Linked DNA regions of Anser cygnoides: regions 1 and 3 are each linked to region 2. Evidence: chromatin contacts called from public Hi-C data. All regions are on one chromosome and are shown on one strand. The core of a region is the stretch at or near the end of the contact, and the rest is flanking DNA. Distances in the headings are between cores, read along the strand shown.

Region 1 (2,945 bases), core at 14-2,513, 170 kb after region 2:
CTGGATTATGGGGAAGCCCCTGCTGCATGTTGGATTGCTGGGACACAAGGTAAAGAGAACGGGAAAGTATTCTCATGGGTTTTCTTGGCTTAGTTGTCTCCCAGGAAACTTCACACAAAGACCCTCCGAAATTGTAGGTTGACGTGAAACTGTTTTGAAACTGTTTTTTTTTTTTTTTTTTTTTTTAAACCTTTGGTAAATCAAAGGTAAAATTAATTAATTATTTTGCTTATTCTGGAACAATTATTCTGGGAAGGAAATTAATACAAACTCACATTTAACTCTACATTTTTTTTAACTTAAAGCCCTCACTTAAGATATTTTGAGAAGGGTTGATACCCTTTCTAATTATAGTAAAGCAGGGATTTGAAATCTGATATCTCATTTTGTGAGTGAACACAGGTCTGTAGGTATTCTGGGCTGGTGCCTTCTTATCCACTCCTATTGAAGTGCTTTTATTTTATATCAACCTATAAGTATTCATTTACAATTATGTACACATACATTTATGTTGAAGACACAAGCATAGCCTGCCTTAAGGGCACTCACCTGGAAGTGGTACCTGTGGGTTCCAGTGACTCTTCGAGTGACTTAAACATAAAAAAGTACCACTTCAGAAAGAGCGGTAAACTTCTCAGTCAGCACCTCTTCTGAGAAAGAAAAAGTCTTTGATTCAGGTAAATTCTAAGCAGAGTGAAGAGGAGATACGAACATGTGCCTTCTGCATTGCAATAGGCTACCTTACCGTGGAGATGCTAGAAAAGGAGACTGCAGACCTCACTGCGAGGTAGTTGTGTGAACAGTGCCAATGTCACCTTGTTTCTCCTCCCCACTCTGAATCAAAATAGTCTGATTTAGCAATTTCAAAATGAACTTATTTGACACTGATGAACAGTTAGTTGTTCTTTGACTTTTCTATTTATCACACTTCTGTGTTTCATGAAGAGGTCATCTGAACTATGTGTTGGGACAAATAAACAGCTGCACCCAACACTCTGCAAATTAGAATTAACTTTGTCCTTGTCTATCGTAATAGCCAGTATTTTTTCTTTAAAGCTTCATGGCACGACATTTTTTGTTTCATTCTGGTGAGATCACTGAGACTGGGTTGAGAAAGACGTGGATGAAGGAGAATCTTCTACCTCAAAGCCTGGTGTAACTCTCCACAGAGAATTTTGTTTTATTTCTCTGACTTGGCTGCAGTGAGAATTTGGGATAGCTGAGAGAAAGCAGGTGAGAAACCATATACAACCTGCTTTTCATCTTATTCCTCAGATTCTTGACTGAGTTTGTCTTTTCATTTAATATTGCAAGATGTATTCCTGAAATAAAGAACACATATAGAAAGCAAACACGATGGAGTCAGTTAATAATTAAACGACAATGTGAAATACACCCATAGAGAAATCTAACTGATATCACAAGTCTTACATATTTGATAATTGCACAGGCAAGCTTTGTTTAATGAGTGGTGATACTTGAAAAAAAAAAATCATGTTAGGAATTGTTGTGAAAGGTTTTATTTTAATAAAAGAATGTATGATCACACAAGCTCTTATATCATATCCTTTCCCACACAGACTCTTGCATACTTCTGGCAAAAGCACTAGCTGTTTACATTTTCTTTGTTTTCACTCCAGCAGCGTGTGACTAATCCTTGAATGCAAGCATTTAGGTTGCACTCTGTCAAAAATGGTATTGGAGGGCTTTACTGTTTGTTGAAAAGATGGGGAATAAGAGAAAATCACTTCCTCTGAAATGTAGCATAAATAGAGGAACACCAGAGCAGCTGTACAGGGTCAGCCGAAAGGGCCCTCTAGCCCAGCATCCTGTCTCTGAGGGTGGATAGGAGGAAAAGTATAGGCTACAGAAGAGAGTAAGAACAGGGTAAGTATGCAGCAATCCCTCCATTCTGTCTTCTTAAAGGGATTTGTGGCTTAGGCATTCCCAGAGTTAGAAATAGTGTCAGTGTTTAGACATGAGTAAAGAGTACTTTTTGAACATGAAAGTTCATACTAGCACCAATACTGACTCTATTGGGCTTGTTTTCTAAAAGTTTGTCTGTTCTACAACCATTCATTACTCCATTGTTATGTTTCAGTTTCAAGCCCTTGCAATGACCTGATGTTAGCTTAGTTTATCAGGAAAAAAAAAAAAGGTGGCTGAATTTATCCACTAGATTAATAGCCTCTTGCTATAGCATAGCCCTAGGTGTGAATTAGAGTTGAAGACGAGGAAAACCCTTGCTATTTCAAAACCAAAACACAAGTTTTGTATTCCTTATGGGCTAGAAAGCTTAAAAAAAAAAAAAAGTAGCATTTTTCATGCTCTGTTTTAAAGAATTGAAATATATTAAAAAAAAAAATCATATATGAATACATATGCTGAACTTACTAACTTCATAATGCCTTTCAGGGCTTCTACGCTCCTAGTTCCCTGCTAGTCCTGGAGACTGGTCTCTCTCAGGGTGCCTCAAAAGTTTCCGAAGAAATTTCAGCTTGTCAGGACCTCTCCTTTTCTTTAGTGTTGCTGGCACCCAAAACCTTGAGTGCCTCAGAAGAGTGTGGTCTCCCAGAGCTGCCAGGCTGGTGGCAGTCTGAATGCTCGATGGTCCCAAATCCAGGCAGAACAACCACCAGAGCTGTCTCCCCCACATATGCATCTCAGAAAATCCACTGTCTATCCTCCTGCCAAGGAGAATGGTAGGCGAGCAAAGCCTTCACTTTCAGATCTGTGTATTAATCAGTGGATTTCCACAAACATTTGGGTTCTGGCATCTTTATACCAACAATGCTTACCCTCAGACGAGGCTCCACCATCTCCTTCAGAAGGCTTCATTTTCTAAAAAGGATTCTAAATTTGAGCCTCTTGTTCTGTGAGCCATTTGAAGACACATGAATGACTGTTTGTTGGTTTGTTTCCTACACACCCCTAACAAAAGGCTA
Region 2 (2,986 bases), core at 464-2,963:
AAGGCTGACCAGGAAGGAGCCTGTGGCTGCGCTTCATTTTCTGGTGTCACCAGGGATGTGTTGGGAATGGGTTGTGTAGGTGTTTTTACTTTTAAAATATCCATCTGCTTAAGTGCAATTGCCTCTGGTTTGCTAGGAGCTATTGAGCTTGAGTGTTGGGAGACATGGTAGGCAGCCATAACTTCTCTGGATTATCATTTCTTTTATAGGTTTCCACTATGTCAATCTTTGTTGGCATAGTCTCTGAAGGAAACAGATGCAATCTCTTCTATCTCTCCCCATGCTGACGTCTTTCTGCATCACTCATCATCCTCATCAGCTGTTCCTTAACCACCTCTTACCCACAGTTGGAAATTCAAAGCTGGGCCCCTCCCCAGCTGCCTCTTTCACATCCCTTTCTCCCCTCCTCTCAACATCATTGGCACCACTCCCTTTGAAGGTGGACATTGTGATAAGGTTTAGGAGATTGCTTCCCGTTAGGAGGAGGTCACACGGACCCTGCATGTCTGAGGGCTATCTGCTGCCTCTGAAATGGACATGGGGCAGTAACTTCTAGCAGAAAGACAAGGTTAGGTTACTTCAGCATGGAGTTGCCACAGCTTATGAATCAGAGCCTGCAAATACATGCATAAACACTAATTAAACACAATTTAAAAGTGTCTGATATTTATCAAGCTTCATTTAGTTAGGGATCAAAATTATGTTATTGATTAACTACTGAGTTAAGCTACATTTGTGTCATCCTCTAAACCAAACTAAAGAATATCTACCTAAAGGAACTAAATCAATTCTTAGTCAACTTAAGAAAACATTTGATTTAGTGCCACTTATATGTATCCCAGAAAACACAAGTTTGCACTTAAATTATGTCTGAACTGAACTTTCAGAATTTGAATTCACTGCATAACTCAGTTCTTCTGAAAGTCAGAGTTTAGATACTTGGATCTGGCACTTTTCTTCCATCCCTTCAAGAAACAGGAGCCAGCAGTCTGCTTGCTCAGCAGTTTGCAGGGAGTTTTCCAAATCTGGCCAGATGAGGGGGGAGCATCAATGATATCATTGTCAGATTATGTTATAATAGTCGTTTGAAAATGCCTTCAGAGGAACAGAATACAATAGAAATGCTGGAGCAGAGTGGGAATTACAGACCTGGGACTGGGATCTATTGGAAGATACCCAGTATTAGCAGCTTCACGGGAAGGTTACAGCAGACCGTTAGGAGACAATCAATCTCTGTGCAAATGCTGCCTAAATCCCCATAAATTCAGGGATAATTTATACCAGCAAGCATAAGAGGGTTAACTGGGAATATAAAGTATTTTCTAGAGAGGACAAAAAAATAATAACGGCATTTTTTTTTTCCTCAATGACTCCATCTTGCTCTTTGGCACTGTTTCTGTTTTAAATAGGAAAATATTAGCTGTGGACCTGCTGCTACTGCTAATTTTAAAATTAATAGCTCTTTTTTTTTTTTTTTTTTTCCAAGTAGGAACTTTTAACTTCTCAGTAGTCGGTGAGTTATGCGGACCTTGGAGCCAACTGGAGTCTCACTATTTATGCTATGGTAGAGGCTAGAGATCATAATCAGTCTTCCAGGTGCTGTATAGAGAGACAGTCTGCTCCAAATAGCCTCAAAATAGGTGAGGGGTGGAGGGGAGACAACAAAAAGATAGGGGAAAACAGTGTGAGTTCAGGCTGCCAAGCAGGTCGGAGCTGGGAGCGGAAGAACTGACTTCTCTCCTGCATCCTCCATTGCCCTGTGCTCCAGGAGGGGTTTTCCACTGTTTTCCTGGGTGTTGTCTTTGCGTAGTTCAAGCTGATTTCTAACTCATGGCTCTGACATGCCCAAAACTCAGCCGACAGCCTCTTTTCTATGTGTATGTATCCATGTGTGTGCGTGCATGTGTGTGTAGATCCCCTTGGAGATGCCGACCCCGTGAAACAGAAATGCTGCCAGGATTTTCTCTAATGGTACAAAGGACACTACTACAAAAAGTCCTGCTGCTATTTTTATCCTTCATCCAGCTGCCCTCCGTATCTTTCTGTTTGTATTTTCCTCTTTTAGTAGACAAACCTTATCAGCAGGTGAAAGGTGGGGGCTGGATCTGGGAATAAACACCTCAATAAAGCTGACTGCAGAGCTTTAGGTTGGCTGCGGGGGTGGCAGTGGGGAATTCTTCCTCCAGAGCCTAACTTTGACCATAAACTCTAGTTCCACTTAGTAACCTAAATTGCCTCAATTTTGTCCAGCTTCCCCACTTCACTCGTATAAAGAGCGATAAAGGAAGACAAGGGTGAAATAACCTCTAAATAAAAGATGAGGTAATTTTGAAGGCACATTAGACTTTTATGTGTATTATGGCTTTTTATATAAGCCCACTGAGGGCTGCAGCATCTCCAGTATGGAGCTGTCACCTGGTGTTTTCCTCTTTATGGCAGTTTGCATAAAATGGAAGCGCCTCTGATGCAAATTGCTCAGAATTCCTTGCTGACTTTCTGGGGTGGGGAGGGAGGTGCACTGAGGGAGACGGTTTTGTTGTTGTTGTCTTCCCTTTTCCTCCAACATTAGCCATCCTTCTCAAAGGAAATAGAAAGGAACCATCTGCATACATATCAAAGATCTCACTGAGCTGAAAGAAGGTGTTGCCCAAGCAATCTGCTGAACTGAATGTACTGGGATTGATGTGGGTGAAATTCTGGCTGAAATTCAGCAGTTGGTGTTATACTGCCTGGATGATCCGAAACATCTGAACCATTCATAGTGAGATTAGTGCCGGTATGGATGCTATAAAATTCCACAAGTGTAAAAGTCTATTGGTCTGATATCTTACAAGTTTTAGAGTTTCATTTTACATTGGCTGAAAGAGAATATTTTTTGCAAGGATTGCTGACTAGGGAATCTCTAATTTGCCTCTTTTCTCCTTCCTTTTCTCTCTTGGTTGGAGAAGGAGCTGATGTGCTTGTGGCAAAGAAGAGTGTGAAGCTC
Region 3 (2,801 bases), core at 193-2,692, 190 kb after region 2:
GATGTAATGTAAATAATAGCAATAGTAATAATAATAAAAATCCATACTAATTGCCATTTAACTTCACTCTCGTTATTAGTCACTAATGAAACACTAACATTCTCCCCTAAATCTTGCATAAACAATCCAATGCGGCTTTGAAACATAAACATCCACTGACAAATGAAACAGATTTCATTAGCCATTTCCTATATGATAGATATCCTGGTGTTATTAATGTCCTTCTAAGTAAACATTGACTGTATTAAAATGAATACTGAAAAGAAATCATTAAACAGTAGTATATTAACAGGAATGGCAACTCAGTTCATCTATCATGGGCAAATACTTTCTTGTGGTCAAAATCATCCGGAGATGAAAATAAATGTATAAAATATGCTGTATTTTCTCCTCACTTTTCACATTGTTGTGTCCCCCTTGAGCATTTTTGATAGTCAGAATAGTAAATGAAGAAATTAATTTTCTTTCTTCATTAGTTTTTCTACTCAGTGATGTCCATGCCACAGACTCCAAGCAGTCTCTGCCCTGAGGAGCATGCAGTTTACATAAGACAGAGAAACAGCTTTGGGAAATCCACAAAAAAAAGTATTAATAGTATTTTTTATTAGTGATTTGTACTTTACATATTACTATTTATGAAATTCTATCATGCTAAACTTCTTTAAACCCCTGGAGTGAGACTAACCACACTCCAAGGTGTGTTAATGTCTTCTGGCAGAAAATGTTTTCCTTAGCAATTCCCTTGTTATTTTTTTGCAATATTTTACGTAAAATCACGTACCCCTAAATATTTGAGGGAAGGAGAAACTGCACTGCATTTCTCAGTCTATGAGGGGGGTGAATTACAGCAAGACTGTGAGCCCAGGAGGTGAGGTGGCTGGCACGCCACCAGGACCGCGGAGAGGTGCGAGCAGCAGGTGCTGCTGGGCTGCCTGACCGTAGCTCCCCTGGCCAGGTTGTGCAACCTCCTCCTTTCCCCCAGCCCCCAGGAAGGCTGGCAGCACTTTGCCACATCCTGGGGTGCTGTGAGAGTGAATGCACTGGCAAGCTCTCAAATACTTTTCGTAACAACAAATAATTGCTCATATGGCTAAGGCCACAGAGTACCCCTCAAATCTTCCTTGAGTTCAGCTATCCTGGCAAATCCATGTCATTCAGCACGCTTCGCCCGGTATGCGTGTTGTTTAGCTTTGCTATTTTTAAGTATGTAGTCATACTTGGAGCTTTTGCTTAGGTCAGAGTCCCTCAGCCCTGGATATTGGACCCTACAGATATATCTGCAGTCCTGAGCAGCTCTGGCAGCAGACGTGGTCAGGTGTCCTGGGCAAGACCTTCAGGGTGTATACTGTACAGACTTCCTGGGAAAAAACAGCTGAAAAGACCCAAATTCAAACCCATTAAGCAACAGCAAGGAGTGTTATCTGGAGAAACCTCACGTGGAAATAGCAGTTTGCCAAATAATCTGCCTCAGTTTCTAAGGTGCTTTTACCTGGAGAAGCAGTCACACATCTAGTCCTTATTTCTAGTAAGACCTGAGTTTGACCGGGTAAAAACCACAGATTTTGCCCCTGCCATTGACAATAGCTGGGTTCACAAAGAACTTCATATGTCATTTACAACAGATTAGGTATTATGGCAATAGCCACACTTGTTACCGACTCTGTTGTACTTTTACCCTCCTACTATAAATGGGACCTTTGTTTGATCTATGACTAAAGTGCAATGAAATTGCAGTTCAGTGGATATCACTTTGCCAGGACTGACCGGATGTTTGTGTTCTGTTAAACATGAATAAATATTGATAGTCCTAATCCTAAAAATCACAACTGCAATAAAAATAAACAGTACGACTCTGTTGTTAATGAGCTTTTGAAGATCAGTTTATATTATTCAGGTAAAACCAGCTTCCCTGTATACATTGTCTTTCTGCAATTACTAGTCCTGGCTTTCATTTTACTTTATTTCCTATGAAACACAGTGAGAAACAGTGTAATGTCCTACAAAGAAAATGCATTTAAATTGTAATAATTTGCATTTAAATACAACGACAACTCTGTCTTTCCTTGTCCTAGTCTTGCTGTGCCATTCACACCTGTTAATTTAATAGCTGGGATCCTCCGTCACAGTGAATTACAAAGAAGATATTGCACGCAAGGACCAGCAAGAGGCCTTAAATTGCACCTGTTTCAGCAGAAGGTCCTGTGGGGTGCATTCCTTAGCTTAACTTGGCTTTAATGGTATGGCTGCAGTGGAAGACTAAGAGGATCCAGGAAGATGTGTTGTGATACGAGCTGTACAAACTTTCCCCTTAGGAGTGTGTCAGGGTGACAGTTTCATGACATGTATCCAGCTAATGCAGATTTAGTAGGAATATGCTGCCTTCCTTGGAGAGGCCATAAGTGCTGAGTACTGATTTTCCGAAGCCTGCCTCTGCAGCCCTCTATGCAGCTTCCTGGCCCACCCGAGAGCATGCTCTGGGGCTGCACTTCTCTGGAAAGCTGCAAGCAGAGCCAGATGCCTACAATGGAGGGCATTCAGGAAGCTCTTGCACAACAGGCTAGAAGTCTGCAGCAGGGACATCTCAAAAACAGGCAGCAAATTTCAGCTCCTGACTGTTGTGTAGTTGTGCACCCCTGGTCAGGTTTGGGACCTGCTGCTTCATGTATGGACAACGTGTCATGTTGATGGCACTAGACGGGTAATATCTGATTTGATGGACAATGAGTTGTTACCAACAAACTTTTGTTTGGAGAGGAGAACTACATTTTGTGACAACAACCTTGAAGGATTGCCAAGATCTC

What was found. A called contact is a pair of places that touch in the nucleus more often than the background predicts.
Region 1: a Hi-C map of liver shows a contact between it and region 2, with 2.4 times the contacts expected there. The contact joins two enhancer-like sites. A contact is called at or near these places in 2 of 7 Hi-C or Micro-C datasets (both in liver).
Region 3: a Hi-C map of liver shows a contact between it and region 2, with 4 times the contacts expected there. The contact joins two enhancer-like sites. A contact is called at or near these places in 2 of 7 Hi-C or Micro-C datasets (both in liver).

What each region holds. Positions count from the first base shown.
Region 1 is chr2:152,984,444-152,987,388 of Taihu_goose_T2T_genome, reverse strand. No RefSeq gene overlaps it. Among named protein-coding and RNA genes, the nearest start is that of MYC, 190 kb to the left of the region's middle. Within about 2 kb of position 1,263, at least 1 of the 3 cell types and tissues checked has open chromatin away from gene starts, as enhancers often do. A contact at or near this core is called in liver, where this site is marked.
Region 2 is chr2:153,151,163-153,154,148 of Taihu_goose_T2T_genome, reverse strand. No RefSeq gene overlaps it. Among named protein-coding and RNA genes, the nearest start is that of MYC, 19 kb to the left of the region's middle. Within about 2 kb of position 1,713, at least 2 of the 3 cell types and tissues checked have open chromatin away from gene starts, as enhancers often do. A contact at or near this core is called in liver, where this site is marked.
Region 3 is chr2:152,965,277-152,968,077 of Taihu_goose_T2T_genome, reverse strand. No RefSeq gene overlaps it. Among named protein-coding and RNA genes, the nearest start is that of MYC, 200 kb to the left of the region's middle. Within about 2 kb of position 1,442, at least 1 of the 3 cell types and tissues checked has open chromatin away from gene starts, as enhancers often do. A contact at or near this core is called in liver, where this site is marked.